2 separate regions of the Mus musculus genome follow, and region 2 is linked to region 1. A link is a contact called in public Hi-C data. All regions are on one chromosome and are shown on one strand. The core of a region is the stretch at or near the end of the contact, and the rest is flanking DNA. Distances in the headings are between cores, read along the strand shown. Region 1 holds the start of Fam151b (family with sequence similarity 151, member B). Region 2 has its middle 37 kb from the start of Gm41018.

Region 1 (4,207 bases), core at 673-3,172:
TAATTTTGATATGATTCAAGTGATAAAAGACTTTCTTGAAATAAAACAGAAACTGCTTACTTATTCTAGGTTTGATATTTTGTTGAGTGGCTTTGAAATGTTTGACTTGTGTGTACAGTTCAGCAAAAAGAAACATGAAAATTTAGCGTGTTAATTTTTTGTTCCTTTCTGCAATTAAGATGCTTTTTACCAATGGCTGAGTAAAAAATGTCCAGACAGAAGCAGTAGGACCTTTATAATCCTAAATGCTGTGCAGATCCCACCTGCACGGATCTACCCTGTTCTTCCACCACATATCTTCAACAGGTAGTCATCTTTATCGTGTGTGCCATCCCATGAATTGGAGGTAGTAGCAGCAGTGATCTTATTCCTCTCTGTTTCTTAAAGTGCACAAGACATTGGAATTGCTGTAATTATTGTGCTGTGTGAGAGAACACTTGAATCTGTTTCTCCCACCTGAAATGTGTCCTGACATCTTACATCGCCCCACTATCTCCCTTTCCTCTGCCAACTCTGCCCTTCAGCACCAGCAACCACCATCATCAGTTTTTGTCCAGGTCAGCATTCTTAGGTCAGTGATAGAAGTGAAATCATGCAGCCTTGGTCTTCCTGGGCCTGTCCTCCTTCACCCAACATCTGACAGTTCATCCTTGTTGCAAATAACAGGGTCTCCTATATGAACCCTGAACTTCATGATGGGCCTTGCTACATTTTATCTATTCATCTACTGGTGGATCTTAGGTTGGTTTTGTGTCTTGCTTTTAGGAGTTAACATTGCAGTGAGCACAGGGCACAGCTGCCTACCTGACAGTGATTTCCTTTACATACGCAACGACTCATAGTTTTTAACTTTTCCAGGGTCATCCACACCGTGTTCATAGTGACATTTCTTACTTACAGTGTAGCATTGTGTAGTCATACTATATTAATTACCTGGGTTATGGAGTGTAAGTAGGTTCCATTGCTTCTGTCTGAACGTTTTTTACTCCGCGATTGGTAAAAAGCATCCTAATTGCAGAAAGGAACAAAAATCCATTAGAAATCTTGCCTGTATTCGTAGGAGTACTTTGATAATAGCAATTTCATTACTAACAAGGCTGGTGGTTAGAACTTCCAGGGTGAGGGTGTTGGAATGTTGAAGCTCTAGCAGCATCTTCTTGTGCTGTGTTTAGCTCCCTTAATTGCATTGCTTACTTGACCTCATGTCCTTGTGACTAGGTGAAACTTTTGGAATGTGTTAACACAGTACCAGCCTGAAACCCAAGAACCGTCGGATAGGAACGGAAACGTGCACTCAGTTTGCTGTAAACTGCATGCCTGATGTTTCCACAAAAGTATTTGAAATTTTCCAGGATATATAACTTTCTTAAACAGCGAAAAACACTACTAAACTATGCAATATGTCTGGGGCAACTGGTTTCGTGTTCTAGAACGATTATCACTCATACTTGGTTCAGGAATAAACTCTTGAGGTGAGAGGTGTGTGGTTTATGCTGTTTGTAAAGAAGTAAGTTTAAATGTGAAGATACAGGTAGAAAACCAAAGACCATAAAGCAATGGGGCTATATTTTCTGGCTGAGCTGGAGGAAATCCAGAGACTTTGGAGACCCGGTTGAGGCCAAAATTGCCACTCAAGTCAGAGTGACTTAAAAATTTTACTCTCTGAAGGGTTGGGCGAGAACCACTTCCGTTTGTGCTGTCAGGTAATGTATTCTAGCTTTGCAGCCCGCTGTACCCTAGAATGAGTAGCTCCACACCAGAACTGGACCACTGCACTATGGGAAATGTGCCCCGCAATCCTCTCCCCGCGACCCACCTCCTCTCTTCCCACTATCCCCGCTTCTCTCCCTGCCCCAAGCCTAGCAGTTCCAGTGCGCATGCGCACCTTTTACATCACTGGCGCAGAGGTTCCGGTCAGGTCATCTGGCTTCCGCCAGGAAGACAACCAGGAGACTGCCAACCTTGTGCACCTGCGCAGATCGCTGCGTCTGTCTGTCACCATGGCAGCATGTGCAGGGGGCCCGGGTAAGTGTGGAGGGTTCAGCGGGCAGGGTACCGCCTACTCTTTTTCCTGTTTTGTTATTGAGTTGTAAATGCCAGTGTCTGCGGGGTGTTCAAGTGGTGGCTGATTTAACTGAGGCCGAAGAGTATCTCCGTGTGACAAAGGTAGAAACAATTTAGGGTAAATCGATTGTTTAGATACAAAAGGAAAATTCATTTTTGATATTAAAAGTTCAAAATGGTTCAGTAAGGTCTCTAGTCCTTCCCAATCATTAGCCCATTTCCCCCTCAAATTTCTGCTACACATTCGTGGGTGGATCCTTCCAAAAAGGTCTTACATACATACCACATTATCTTTTTTTTTTAACCTTTCACTTTTTGTTTGTTTGTTTTGTTTTATTTGTATGAGTACACTGCAGCTGTCTTGAGACACGCCACAAGAGGGCATCGGATTCCATTACAGATGGTTGAGAGCCACCATGTGGTTGCTGGGGAAGTGACCTCAGGACCCCTGGAAGAGCAGTCAGTGCCCTTAACTGCTAGGCCATCTCTTCAGCCCTCTACCTTCTTTATTTTATTTTTTTTTAAGATTTTTCATTTATTAAATGTAAGTACACTGTAGCTGTCTTCAGACACCCCAGAAGAGAGCATCAGATTTCATTACGAATGGTTGTGAGCCACCATGTGGTTGCTGGGATTTGAACTCAGGACCTTCAAATTTGAAGAGCAGTTGGTGCTCTTAACCTCTGAGCCATCTCTCCGTCTCTGCTTTTTAACACACACATAAACATTAAATATTTCTTTATTTTGCATAAAACCTTTGAAGATTTTAAACAATGTATTTTGATCAATTTATCTTTCCCTCTCCCCCAGATCTTACCAAACCTCTCTTCAACTTCACACTCTTTTTATTTGTTCTTATATTTATCAAACGTCAAAGAAGGAATAGAGTGGACTCTCTCAAGGTTGGGGGCCTCCCTCTGGTTTTGTACTGTGAATTTTAAGAAAGTTTCTGTAAATGTTTATGGTGCATATTTATTGGGTAAGGTGAGACTTTTCCCCTCCCAACCCATAGTAGATCAATTCAATATCAATTTCTTAGGTATTTCTTCCCACGAGGCCCACAAAAGAGGGAGAGGTAGGTGTCAAAATCACATTGGCAGGGCTGGAGAAAGAGCTCATTTGCAAAGCTTCTTGCCTTGCAGGCATGAGGACAAGAGTTCCATCCACACAGCCTGTGTGAAAACCAGGGACCCTGGTACAGGAGGGCACTGGGGGGGATGGGAACAGATGGATCCATGGAAGGAGATAGCACACCACTCAGAGTTGTCTTCTTGGTAAGCTCCAGGTTAGCAAGCCTCCCTCTCTCAAAACACAAGAATGACATCTGTGACTGTCCTCTGGTCTCCTCATGCACATGCTCACACAGCCATACCACACTGTAATACAATGGCACTGGCTCTTTGGAAGATGCGCGCCCTTCCTTAGTGAACAAGTGTAGAGAAAAGCGCTGGTGCTTTAGATGTTTCTTATGCAAAGGAAACAACATAACTGTGGCTTAAGGACATCTAACACGCAAGGGGGCATTCTGACAGGAGACACCGCCCCACCCTGCAGCTGTTTTCAATTCCCTCGTCTGAATCAAATCTCAAAGGCCTAAGAGCACTGTGCTAACAGGGATGCTCTTCTCCAGGAGGTGTGGATGACAGTGTTCTTGCCTTTCTGGCCCCTTGGCTCACAGGGTCTCTTCCTGCACCTTTCAAGTCAGAAATAATTGATTGAGTTCTTCTCACTATATCACCTCAACTTTTACTGGCCTTTCTCCCTGTAGACTTATAAGGACCTTGTTATTAAAATGTATACACTCATATAAATGTCCTTTTATTTCTGATTAGCAACCTTAAGTTCCGTAAAATATCTTGTGCCCTCGCTTTCTTGAAATTTAAAAAAAAAAAAAGACGCAAGTTCACAAAGATGCTGAAGGCGTCTGACTAGCAGCCTTAGTTTCTTCCTTCCTGTGTAATACATGGACAGGTCCCCATTACCCCTCCTTCTGTAGGGGCTCCATTGCTCTAATGCTTTCTTCACTTCTGTCTCTGAAATTCTACTGTACCTAGAGAGCTGTCTTGTTCATTTTAAGGGCCATAGAATGGACCCTATGTAGTGTTAACAAGCATTTGAAGTTTTACTCCTGCTATTACAGGCA
Region 2 (4,207 bases), core at 979-3,478, 260 kb before region 1:
CAAGGGAGCTAAAACCATCCAGTGGAAAAAAGACAGCATTTTCAACAAATGGTGCTGGCACAGCTGGTGGTTATCATGTAGAAGAATGCGAATTGATCTATTCCTATCTCCTTGTACTAAGGTCAAATCTAAGTGGATCAAGGAACTTCACATAAAACCAGAGACACTGAAACTTATAGAGGAGAAAGTGGGGAAAAGCCTCAAAGAGATGGGCACAGGGGAAAAATTCCTGAATAGAACAGCAATGGCTTGTGCTGTAAGATCAAGGATTGACAAATGGGACCTCATGAAACTGCAAAGCTTCTGCAAGGCAAAAAACACCGTCAATAAGACAAAAAGGCCACCAACAGATTAGGAAAGGATCTTTACCTACCTTAAATCAGATAGTTGACTAATATCCAATATATATAAAGAACTCAAGAAGGTGGACTCCAGAAAATCAAATAACCCCATTAAAAATGGGGCTCAGAGCTAAACAAAGAATTCTCACCTGAGGAATACCGAATGGCTGAGAAGCACCTGAAAAAATGTTCAACATCCTTAATCATCAGAGAAATGCAAATCAAAACAACCCTGAGATTCCACCTCACACCAGTCAGAATGGCTAAGATCAAAAATTCAGGTGACAGCAGATGCTGGCGAGGATGTGGAGAAAGAGGAACACTCCTCCATTGTTGGTGGGATTGCAAGCTTGTACAACCACTCTGGAAATCAGTCTGGTGGTTCCTCAGAAAATTGAACATAGTACTACCGGAGGATCCCGCAATACCTCTCCTGGGCATATATCCAGAAGATGTCCCAACCGGTAAGAAGGACACATGCTCCACTATGTTCATAGCAGCCTTATTTATAATAGCCAGAAGCTGGAAAGAACCCAGATGCCCCTCAACAGAGGAATGGATACAGAAAATGTGGTACATTTACACAATGGAGTACTACTCAGCTATTAAAAAGAATGAATTTATGAAATTCCTAGGCAAATGGATGGACCTGGAGGGCATCTTCCTGAGTGAGGTAACCCAATCACAAAGGGACTCACACAATATGTACTCACTGATAAGTGGATATTATCCCAGAAACTTAGTATACCCAAGATATAAGATACAATTTGCTAAACGCATGAAATTCAAGAAGAACGAAGACCAAAGTGTGGACACTTTGCCTCTTCTTAGAATTGGGAACAAAACACCCGTGGAAGGAGTTACAGAGACAAAATTTGGAGCTGTGACGAAAGGATGGACCATCTAGTGATTGCCATATCCAGGGATCCATCCCATAATCAGCTTCCAAACACTGACACCATTGCATACACTAGCAAGTTTTTACTGAAAGGACCCAGATATAGCTGTCTCTTGTGAGACTATGCCAGGGCCTAGCAAACACAGAGATGGATGCTCACAGTCAGCTATTGAATGGATCACAGGGCCCCCAATGGAGGAGCTAGAGAAAGCACCCAAGGAATTAAAGGGACCTGCAACTCTATAGGTGGAACAACAATATGAACTAACCAGTACCCCGAGCTCTTGACTCTAGCTGCATATGTATCAAAAGATGGCCTAGTCGGCCACCACTGGAAAGAGAGGCCCATTGGACTTGCAAACTTTATATGCCCCAGTACAGGGGAACACCAGGGCCAAAAAGGGGGAGTGGGTGGGTAGGGGAGTGGCGGGGGGTTATGGGGGACTTTCGGGATAGCATTGGAAATGTAAATGAGAAAAATACCTAATTTAAAAAAATTTAAAAAAAAAAGAAAAAGAAAAACTCAGGCTCATCAAAGAAAGAAACTGGAGTTGCTCAAGAGGCAGACAGATGAGAGAAAGAGAGAGAAGGGGCTGATCCAGAGGCGGGACAAGGTGAGAACTAAGTAACTTTAAAAGTGGCATTTAAGGTGGTCCTGTTGCTCAAAAGGTAGAGGGAAGGCAGAGGAAGGAGAGAAAGGACTGGGGACAGAAGAGGAGAGTCTGAAGTGGCCCTGTCTATCTCATGTCTACGCAGCATGAGGTGACAGAAACCTCTAACGGGGCCGTGTGACTATAGGAAGGGTTACCCTGTACTCTAAGAGCAGAGGTGACGGCTCCCCACAGCTATGCCTGCAAATCTACCCAATGGCTCCACTAAGCCTTGCCAGTGAACAGTGGTGAAAAGCGGATCCCGACAAGAACACCCTGTAACTACAGAACGCTGCCACAGAGGGCCACAGGAGATAAAGCCTCATCCTCTGGATCCACCCAACTTCCTGAAGGGAGGCCTCAGTAAGGGCTGATACCAGAGGCCCTCTGGGAGAGGACAGAGGACATGCTGAGAGCTGGGCTCCTCAGTACTCAGAGAGGAGCAGGCAGGAGGCCACCATCAAACTGGCCTGTAACCAAGTCAGCTCAGTGGGCCTCAGGGACTGACAGGGATGCCTCCACAGACACCCTTCGCTCCAAGTGTCTCTAGGGCCCTTCCTACCAACCTCTAGTCAGTAGAGGCAGAAGCAGACCGTCTCAGATCCAGGTATAGAGAGGGGGCCCTACAAAGCACACCTACCATTCCAGAAGGACACACACACACACACACACACACACACACACACACACACACACACAGGTACTTATGTTATCATTACAAGAAATAAAAAAACAACAAGCACAAAAATTGAGGAAGTGCAAGAGGCTGGGCTTTAGATCAGGTTGGAGAGTGCTTACCCAACATGCACTGCGATCTGGGTTTGATCTCTTGCATCACATAAACTGGGCATAGCAGCACACATCTGCAACTGCACTACTCCAGAGAGGCTCAGAGGTGCAAGGTTATCGTCTACATAACAAGGCGGAAGCCACAGTGCATACAAGAGACCCTATCTTAATCAATCGATCAGTCACTCAGAAATCAAATGAATGGTAGAATATTGGCTAAGGAAAGCCTGTGTGTAGGGCTGGAGAGATGCCTCCATGGTTAAGAGCACATACTGCCCTTGTGCCTGTATGACCTCAGGACCTGAGGTCAATCTAAGGTACCTGAGCCTGAGGGCCACAACCAATTATAACTCCAACCTCAAGTGATGCCATGCTCTGTACTGGCCTCCACAGGTACCCACACTCACACCAAATACCTCCATACAGACACACAGGTATACGTGTAGCTGATAGTAAAAAGAGAGCTAAAAGAAAAGTGTGAGCAGTTACATGATGCTTGTAATAACAATTAAAATAAAACTATAACAAAGAGCCTGTGCTTTGCTTCCCAACACACACTCATAAAGCTGGATTTAAAAAAAAAAAAAAGCTGGATTCCAACTCAGTCTAAGTTTGGTTTCTTAAAACTGGGCCTCCAGGCTTCTGCTGTTTGTTCTGTCTGTTGTTGTTTTGTTGGGTTGTTTGTATGTTTTAAGATGTCTGCACTGTGCACTGGGATCTCATAAGAAGCCCCTGCACTGAGTGCTTTCGCAGGTGAGAAGCTAAGGCCCTGGACCTTAAGAAGCCACAGCTTTGATCTAGTGACTTCTGACACAGGATTTATTTCAAGTCTTCCATCAGTAAATTTTAACTTGGACATGTGGTGTTGAATGTACATGCCGTTGTGTCAGCAGCTTCTCTTAGCACTGGGACAAGATGGATGGGAGAGACTTTCAGGAGAAAAGCATTCTGACATTGGCTTGTAGTTCCAGTCCATCATGTCAACCAGACCAGGAAAGTGGGAGCTAGACAGGAGCCATAGGCCAGCATAAGCTTCCAAGACCCAGCCCTGGTTGGGACATTTAAACCCATATACAGCAGGAACCCGCTGTTGAGAGTGAATGTGTCCACATAGGAAGGGTTTCTGGCTAAGTGCAAACATCTGTCACTGCCTTTGGAGGTTCTTTCCGAGACAGCTGCTCATTCGTTGTTTATTTTACAGTGCTTACCAGAGTGGAAAGCAGCAGATAGCTGGTGTCTAGGAGAAGCATACTGAAGGAGCACTTTAATGAAAAAGTTCTCAATCCGATTGGTTTTGTTTGTCTGTTTGTTTGTAATCAAGGACTTGCCCAGGCTAACCTTGAACTCACAATCCCTCCTCCTCTATGTCTCAGTGCTGGGATTGCAGGTGTGTAACACCATGTATAACTTGCCCAGGCTAGCCTTGAACTCACAATCCCTCCTCCTTTACGTCTCAGTGCTGGGATTGCAGGTGTGTAGCACCATGTGTAGCACCATGGCTCTGTGGTGATCAGTTTACTTTCCATACA

The links. Hi-C and Micro-C count contacts between places; a contact is called where the count stands out from the background.
Region 2: a Hi-C map of the G1E-ER4 cell line shows a contact between it and region 1, with 2.2 times the contacts expected there. The contact joins the enhancer-like site here to the promoter of Fam151b in region 1. A contact is called at or near these places in 8 of 39 promoter capture datasets (the C10 cell line, cranial neural crest, embryonic stem cells and 5 more), 1 of 15 datasets of contacts at CTCF or cohesin (large pre-B cells), 11 of 484 Hi-C or Micro-C datasets (the G1E-ER4 cell line, the N1E-115 cell line, Th1 cells and 7 more), 5 of 115 datasets of contacts at active chromatin or transcription factors (VIP interneurons, astrocytes, embryonic stem cells and 2 more) and 3 of 9 other capture datasets (adipose tissue, liver and macrophages).

Annotation. Positions count from the first base shown.
Region 1 is chr13:92,481,746-92,485,952 of GRCm38.p6, reverse strand. It overlaps Fam151b (family with sequence similarity 151, member B), which reads left to right and starts at 1,922. Exons shown (of 6, transcript NM_001163627.1): 1 at 1,922-2,025. The coding sequence starts at 2,001. It overlaps Gm52060 (a long non-coding RNA gene), which reads right to left and starts at 1,880. Exons shown (of 3, transcript XR_003950692.1): 1 at 1,817-1,880; 2 at 934-1,008.
Region 2 is chr13:92,741,587-92,745,793 of GRCm38.p6, reverse strand. No RefSeq gene overlaps it. Among named protein-coding and RNA genes, the nearest start is that of Gm41018, 37 kb to the right of the region's middle. Within about 2 kb of position 2,228, at least 14 of the 459 cell types and tissues checked have an H3K27ac peak or open chromatin away from gene starts, as enhancers often do. A contact at or near this core is called in the G1E-ER4 cell line and pre-megakaryocyte-erythroid progenitors, where this site is marked.